Linked DNA regions of Mus musculus: region 2 is linked to region 1. A link is a contact called in public HiCAR-type data. All regions are on one chromosome and are shown on one strand. The core of a region is the stretch at or near the end of the contact, and the rest is flanking DNA. Distances in the headings are between cores, read along the strand shown.

Evidence for each region. HiCAR-type assays count read pairs that join an accessible place to other places.
Region 2: a contact with region 1 is called in a HiCAR-type map of Th17 cells, with 7 times the contacts expected there. The contact joins the promoter of AY702103 here to the enhancer-like site in region 1. A contact is called at or near these places in 13 of 39 promoter capture datasets (3T3-L1-derived adipocytes, the C10 cell line, the HPC-7 cell line and 10 more), 1 of 15 datasets of contacts at CTCF or cohesin (embryonic stem cells), 4 of 484 Hi-C or Micro-C datasets (bone marrow-derived macrophages, embryonic fibroblasts, embryonic stem cells and 1 more) and 5 of 115 datasets of contacts at active chromatin or transcription factors (Th17 cells, embryonic basal ganglia, embryonic stem cells and 1 more).

Annotation. Positions count from the first base shown.
Region 1 is chr17:49,993,365-49,997,268 of GRCm38.p6, forward strand. It overlaps Rftn1 (raftlin lipid raft linker 1), which reads right to left. Exons shown (of 10, transcript NM_181397.2): 10 at 1-1,117. The coding sequence ends at 791. Among named protein-coding and RNA genes, the nearest start is that of Gm52302, 39 kb to the right of the region's middle. Within about 2 kb of position 2,092, at least 37 of the 459 cell types and tissues checked have an H3K27ac peak or open chromatin away from gene starts, as enhancers often do. A contact at or near this core is called in Th17 cells, where this site is marked.
Region 2 is chr17:50,237,542-50,241,445 of GRCm38.p6, forward strand. AY702103 (cDNA sequence AY702103) reads left to right here and starts at 1,667. Exons shown (of 2, transcript NR_131975.1): 1 at 1,667-3,904.

The sequences.
Region 1 (3,904 bases), core at 842-3,341:
AAGCCTTAACAACACGTTATGGACAGTATGAACATGTGACAGGCACAGCATACAACTCAATGACACATCAACAAAAACAGCACACAAGGGCACCCAGTTACCAACTGCTCAAAATGACAACATATTCATACATGTGTTGAAGACAAAATTTAAAAACAGTATTTTTTTGGCATTAATATTAACACAGGATACTTTCTTGAACATTCTGTAAGAGCCGGGGCTTAGGGAATTACCTGTTTGTTTCCAGATCACCAGTATCTATAGAACTACCTTAAGACAGGCAGGAGGCTTGGGTACCTCCTATTCTCCAACATCCTTGCCTTCCACAACAGCAGGGTCTCCAGAGCTCAGGTGGGGAAGGCCAGCCGGCAGGCTGCAGGGTTAATGTCACTATGTTCTTGCCCAGAGCAGCAGCATGTAGGAGTGAGCAGAAAAACCTTGGTTTGTAGCAAAGGATGTCCCAGAAGTTGACCCAGATGTGCCCTGGAGTCCTGTGGGGCAGTACAGGCACTATGGTCCATGCCCTTCCTTGTGGAAGAGGCGGACCAGAGTCGGGCCTCCAGCCCTGAGGTCTGGGAGGAACAGGCCAACTTTGCACTCTAAAAGAAGTGGATCATTAAGACAGCTTTCCAGTGGATGTGCAGAAAACAACACCATCAGAGACCCGCGCTCACGGGGCCAATGAGCTAACAATGGGAGGTCAAGCCAAAGGGTAACACAGAACAAACCAGCTGCTAGCAAGCTTCCCAAGGTTTGCAATCACAATGCAGGCCTAGCATAAACCACGGACTCAATTTGCTTCTGTTGGAGTGGGGCCTGCAGCAAGCTCAGCCTCAGCTCTGGGATTCGAGTGCCTAAGGGCCACCGAGTCCCTGTTGTGGCCAGCGGGACCATTCTGCACAGCTGCTGAGCCCTGCCTTTGCTCCCTGACCTCAGAGGCTCTGCCCCACTGCGGTGCCCCCAGCACACAGTTTCCCACATCTCCAGCCTTGGAGAACTGGTCTTCCAGATTCTTCTCATTCTCTTCTGCTTGCTGCTTGTTGCTGGCACTGAGTTTCCCTTTGGATTTCCTTGTCTGCCTGCCGTGGATCTCGTTCCGGGAGAATCGCCACTGGAACTAGAAGGCACAGAGAGTGGAGATGGGTAAACCCTTAGGAGCTCAATCTCCTGCTTCACTTTACCAAACCCCAGATTCCCGGGACACCATCAAGCTAAATCTAATCCAACCCATCTCCCCCACCCTTGCTGCCTGCTAACACCTTCCATGTGTGTTCTAGATTTGGGGAGCTGTGGAAGGAGAAGGGTGGCATGGGCCCAAGGGCAAAGGAGGTGAGGGCACATGGCGCAGGTATTTTGCTGCAGAGCCCAGACCCTCCTAAAGGACTTGTGAGAGTGATGCCTGCCACCAGTCCTCTTGGACAAGCTGACGAAGGTCCCCAGGCAACTTGCAAATCTACAACTGGTGTGGCTTGTTCATAATAAACCACTTTTTTTTTTAAACAACTGTTAGAAGCTAGCCCAGCTCAGTCACCTTATAACCACAGCACTTCAGCCAGGCTGTCTATAAGACACCATAAGGCCCAACAAACACCCAGAGGACCGTTCCGACCCCAGCTGGCTGCTGTAGCATTGCTTATCTACTCCATGGAGTCTGGACACCATGTTTCCCTGGTTTGGTCCCCACACGGATGGAAGTTCCCAAACAGAACCTTCTGACCTTTTCTGTGGATTTGTGAGAAGTTGGTTAAGTTAGCTTGTATTTTATCCTTGGAGTAGTCAGCTGTAGAGGGAAGTCAGAAGAAACTGTACTTTTGCCAAGAGAATGGCAAGATTGTCTCGGGTGAGAGACTTGACTGCAACTATACCAAAGCACCTTGAGGCTGCTGAGCCCATGTCCTGGCTCTGAGACACGATGGCTGTCCCCAAGCAAACTCTTATCTATGTGAAGTCCCTCTCCTCTCATGGGTGTCCCCTGCCCCATACACTGTATAGCCAGTGTTGAGTAATGTCTCCTGTGGATACATGGTGTCCTAACAAGGATAGTTCTGCCAGCCTGGAGATGAGTCACTTTCTACTACGAGCTTAGTATCTGCCCTTGCTCACTATACCAGGAAATGTCCACGGTCTCTGGGAAAGCCTGGCCACAAAGTGTCCTCTAGAAGGCCACCTTTTGTTGACCTGGAAAAGCTAAGAGTGCTAAGGGTATGAGGCAAGGACAGAAGCTGCTCTCTCCAGCACCTTCTCCAGTAGAGTTTGGCTTGTCACTGTGAGCTAGGAAAGACCCACTTCAATCACACTCCACTATCTGGGTCATCGCAGAGGGACCTGCCCAGGCAAACACGGGCCTTAAGGACTATACTATTTCCTGTGGATATATGGATTTGGGGTGACCTCAGGACTTCTGCTGCTGCTGCCTGGACCTCTCAGCAATCACAGAGCCAGATCCCCAGGGAGATGTGGCTCAGCCTCCCCACTCTTTCTTTGGCAGGGGGAAGTAGTCTGGAACTGAGGGTAGAATAGTGGTCCACTTTGAGCACTTCAATAGCACATTGCCTAAGAATAGGCAGCCATTCTTGATAGGAGCGCACACCCCCCTTAGCTCCCCAGGTAGGTCTCCCATAAGCATTACTAGTGCAGTTTTACACACGATTCAAAGAAGTTCAGAGATGTTGGCTAACTTGTCCCAAAGGACACAGCTAGGAAACCCCAGGGCTGACGTTTAACCTGATTTCTCCAGACCCACCTTCCCAATCTTCCCTTCTGGGCAAAGACAAATAAACAAAACAAATAAACAATCTTTTTCTAGGAGGTAAGAGCACCTTTGGAACGGCTCAGCTCTGCGCATAAACACTTTGGCCTTCCGCATTCAGAGGTCAGAATGAATCAGTCAGGTCACCTGGGCCCTTACACCCAGTCACCAACCAATGAAGTCCAGACTTAGTGCTGTGGTTTGGATAATTAACAACAAAGAGCTTCCTGTTTACAGGCTCCCTGACATAAATCAGGGCGCAACATTAATTATGAGAACTCGTGAGTAGAGATTCACAGGTGAGTGCCCAGAAAGAGGCCAGACTACTCAGTTGATACCCAGGGCCTTGGCCCTGAGCGAGCAACCTCCTTGATGAGGTCCCTGTAAGATACAGCTACAGGCCCTGGTTCCCGAGGGCCCAGCTCAGTGGGCTGGCAGGATGGGGGCTGACTTGACTCTCAAGTTCTACTGTGGCTGCTGGTGGTTCTCAGACCACAATCCAGAATCGCCTTGCCCAGAAAAGCTTCTGGAAGGACTACAATATCAAAGAAATGTCTAAGAAGAAAGATCACCTCCTCAGGCCACCCACAGGAAAGGGCTTCCTCGGCCTCTCCCACTCTGCCCTTGTTGCTGGCGGGCCTCCCTGTAGGAACGGGGCAGTTGCCACAAGTAATAAACAACACTAGCTTCAGATCCTGAGACTCCAAAGGAAGCCACAACCTGGGGAGAGGCCAGGAGCACAGTTTGCCTCGGGTTGTGCCTCTGAGGCAGGATATGGAACACACCTCAGAGCTCCCCCAACTGAAGAGTTTCTGCAGCTGGAGGAGAGGCAGGGAGGTCTAAGGTCAACTGTTACCAGGTCTGTAAGGAAAACAGGCTGGACAGAGCCAGGGCTTTTTCTCAGCCACCACATCTGTGGCACTGAGACTGCTTAATTCAGCTAACCTACCTAACTCGGAATTACATGTGGGGCCTGAGCCTGTAAGGCAGCTACCAGAGAGGTGTCAGCAGGAAATCACAAGCTAAGGTCTTCTGGGCTACAGAGTGAGTTCAGGTGCAACTTGGACAACTTAGTTAGGCCTCATCTCAAAAACACACACACACACACACACACACACACACACACACACACACACACGCTGGGGATATAGCTCA
Region 2 (3,904 bases), core at 417-2,916, 240 kb after region 1:
GCATCCTCCCGGGCTGCCTCCTGCGGGATGAGTGAGATACCAGCCTCAAGTTGTAGGATGCTAACCTGGTGCTGAAGGGTCACCCACTCTCAAAGGCAGACTCCTCCGCTAAATGGAATTTCTAATGCTTTACTTTTAAACATCCGCTGTGTGTGTGTGTGTGTGTGTGTGTGTGTGTGTGTGTAGGACAACTCGTGGATGTTAGAAGACGCCTTGTTAGAGTTGGTTCTCCCCTTCCCCCACTTGGGTCCCAGAGATCAGGTCACTTGACTTGAGGCAAGCATGGTCACCCTGTGAACCATCGTGACTGTCATGTATTTTTTTATTTGATTTTTTTTTAAAGGTAGGATCTTAGTAACCCAGGCTGACTTTGAAATCCTTGTATAGCTGAAACTGACCTTGAACTTCTGACCCTTCTGCCTCCAGGACTGGGACCACATAGGTGTGCTCCACCACACTCTTCTGTACAAGGTGCTGGGGTGGAACCCAGAGCTTCCGGTGTGTATTGTGCAAGCAGCCTGCCAGCTGAGACACACGCCTTCCTTGTGTGTTGCTGAGAGGGAGGAGGAAGAGAGAATCTGAAAGGGGGTTGGGTGTCAAGAATTACTGATGTAGCAGTAAGAAGCGCTAAAATGCTTCCTCTACTTTATCCCACCATTTGGGACACTCCTGGGCCGGCAAGCGTGCTTCTGGATGCTTTGGAAAGCCACAGCAGGGAAGGTGGGGTCTCCTTAAAGCTGGAGAGATGATGTGGAACTGTGGGGACCGTGGTGGAACAGACAACACATCTTCTTTCAGGGTGTCGTCCTTCAGCTGCCAATTGCCAGCAAATGTGGTCTCATCGTCCTGTTTGCCAAAGCCAAGGGTGTGTATAAGACCCAGGAGCGAGAGGGTGTGGCCTTTGGAGATCTCTGCCGTGGGCTGTCAGTTTGGGAGAGCAGCATGGTATCCCAGTCACCAAGTAGTAGAGGTACTGGGGACTGGAGGAAGCAAAGCAGCAGGAGCCCTGTGACTGGGCACTCAACATGGAAGCCAGGGAGATGGCAAGCTCTCAAATTAGCAAGGGACATCTGAGAGATTTAGACTTCCTGCAAAGGGTAGTCCAATTCTAGAACGATTCTCCAGGATCTAGAAGATGTAGGTCTGTGCACAGCTCACTGTGACTCAGCTACCAATGTCAGTGGTAGGACTGTACCACTAGTGTGTTTGTTCAAGACGGTGCCTCCAAGGTCCTGCTGGCTGCAGATATCCCTGCCTCCAGGTCCTCAGAATCTAGCTTCAAGACTGTGTCCTCTACCAGCAAATCATCTTTCCAGGACAGGTGTTCTTTCTTGTCAAGAGAAGGGAATGTTGTCAAGATTACCCAGAGCTCTGAGAGCAGCTGGAACAACACTTTAAAAAGGGGTTCATGACAACACCTGGGTTAGATATGCAGGCCACTCAAGTGCCAGGAATGGCTTTCCTGCCCTGGACTCCCTTTGCAAACTCTATATATTTTGTAAACTCTGTACACTTTATAAAGTTTGTAAACCTCAACTCAGAAAATGGTCCTGGCTGAGACTGAGGCTCTCCAGCAGCCAGGCCCCTCCCCCAGAACCCCACTAACTGTCATAACTGTCAGAAGGGTCATCTCCAGCATGTCAACAGGCCCCACCCACGTTATGCTAATTCTAGGTGAAAAGCCTGAATAAAAGCCACCAATTCCTGAATAGGAAAATCCACCAAACCCTGAACTTCCCACAGAAACTCACCTATCCCTGGACATCAAAACCCACCAATCCCTGAACAGGTAAACTCACCAATCCCTGAGCTCCCTCAGGCTCAGAAATTGAGATGCCAGCCATCCTCACTCTGGAAATCTTACTCTAGAAAGGTCCATGCCCTAAGAACACCTATACAAGCACTGGACTTTGTCCAATTAGCAAGTGCTCTCTGCACTCTCCTGAAACCATAGGCACTAATATTCCAGGATGCATTCTTCCATACTGTGGACACACCAATGAATGCCTTTCATGAGCTCTGCTGTCATGTTCTTCTCTCATTGGAAGAAGACAAGAAGCAATGAAGACAAGAAAGGAAGAGAAGGAGTAGGCTTGAGGCTCCTGAGCTCAGCTGGGGACATCCTTCCCTGGAGCTGGGAAGCCTCCAATGAGGAAGGAGACTTCCTCTCAAAGATGTGTGGTTCCTGGGCCCCCGTGTCTCCAGAAACCCTTCCCTTGGGACACTGTCACACCTCAGAGCTGGATGGTTCCTGAGTTCCAAGGCCCTGAACACCTTCTCATCCAAGCACAAAGGCCAACAACCAGGGCCACTGGCCCTACAAGATCCAGATATCATCTGGTAAAGTCTGAGAACCAACTCCCAGAGATGGGTCATGCAGAAGTTAATCCTGAAGCTCCATCTTCCTCAACACTGGCAGATAAAAGCCACCCAGGAGCCTCCACAGGAGCGCCTGTCTCATCAATGGGTCCAGCCATATTCCAGATTTGGAAGGACCTTTGCAAGGATCTGACAAACATTGCAGGAAGATCTCTGAGAGATCTGTACAGGATCCCAGAGGGTTCCCTGGGCAAAGATCTAGAGGCTGTCTCCGAGACACGGGTGGACAGTTGCTATGTCAGACAGCCAAGAAGTGACTCACCAAGTCCCCAGCTAGTCTCCCCAGGAAAACAGCAGCTAGAGGGTATACTGAAAACCACTCAAGCAGCAAGTGGAGCCATTACAATGCCATTAAGGTGCCTGTGGGCACTTGTCAAGGAATTGCTGTGGACCACACAGTGGTCCTGCCTGAAAACTCAGAGACAAGTTCTGAAAACCCAGAGACAAATATGGAAGCTCAGAAGCAGTGATCCTTGAATGATGGGGCCACCTGCAAGAATATTTCCCAATGGGCCTTCATTCCTACAAGAAGATGCCTTTTGGGTGAGGCAAAAAGATGGAGCTTGCTTCTCAGAGACCTCAAAATCCTACATCTTTCCAACACAAACAGGTCTGTAGCTTTGCCATTTCCCACAGCCTCTGACTCCCTCTCCGACCTGCTGGGATTCTAGAGATGATTTCCTGGGAGAGCTTTTTCAGAAAAGTTCAGAAGAGGAAGTGAGGACAAAAATGGCTTCTAGTATATGCAGACTGCTCCCTCTACCCGCCAGCTCAAATTCCTGAGAGGGAGTCCATCTAATGACAACAATTGGCCATCTGAGGCACCCAAAGTGTTTAGAAGGACAATGTGACTTCCCTATGCACCACACACTGCATTGTGGGCAGAGACTGGCCCAGTGATAAGGCTCTTGGATCTTGGACAGGCAACCCAGAGCCAGGTTCAAACCTAGTCAAGGATAGGTATGAGCCCCAGGAGAGTAAGGGTGTGGCCTTTGGAGATCTCTACCACGGGCTGTCAGTTTGGGAGATCAGTGTGGCACCCCAGTTACCAAGTACTAGAGGTATGGGGACTGGAGGAGGCAGAGGAGGAGCAGGAGCCCTGTGACTAGGCACTCAACATGGAAGCCAGGGAGATGGCAAGCTCTCAAACTTAACAAGGGGCAGCTGAGCGATTTAGAATCACTGCAGACCAGCAAAAGATATTCCCCTTCCACGACTATTTTCCAGGATCCAGAAGACTTATGCCTGAACACATCTCACTGTGACTCGGCTACCGATGTCAGTGGTAGGACTGTACCACTGGCATGTTCTTTCAAGACGGTGCCTCCAAGGTCCTGCTGGCTGCAGATATCCCTGCCTCCAGGTCCTCAGGATCTAGCTTCAAGACTGTGTTCTCTACCAGAAAATTATCTTTCCAAGACAGGTGTTCTTTCTTGTCAAGAGCAGGGAATGTTGACAAGACTCCCAGACCCCAGGAGCCTTTGACTTTCCATTTCCACACATTGGACTGTCCATGTCCCAGGCA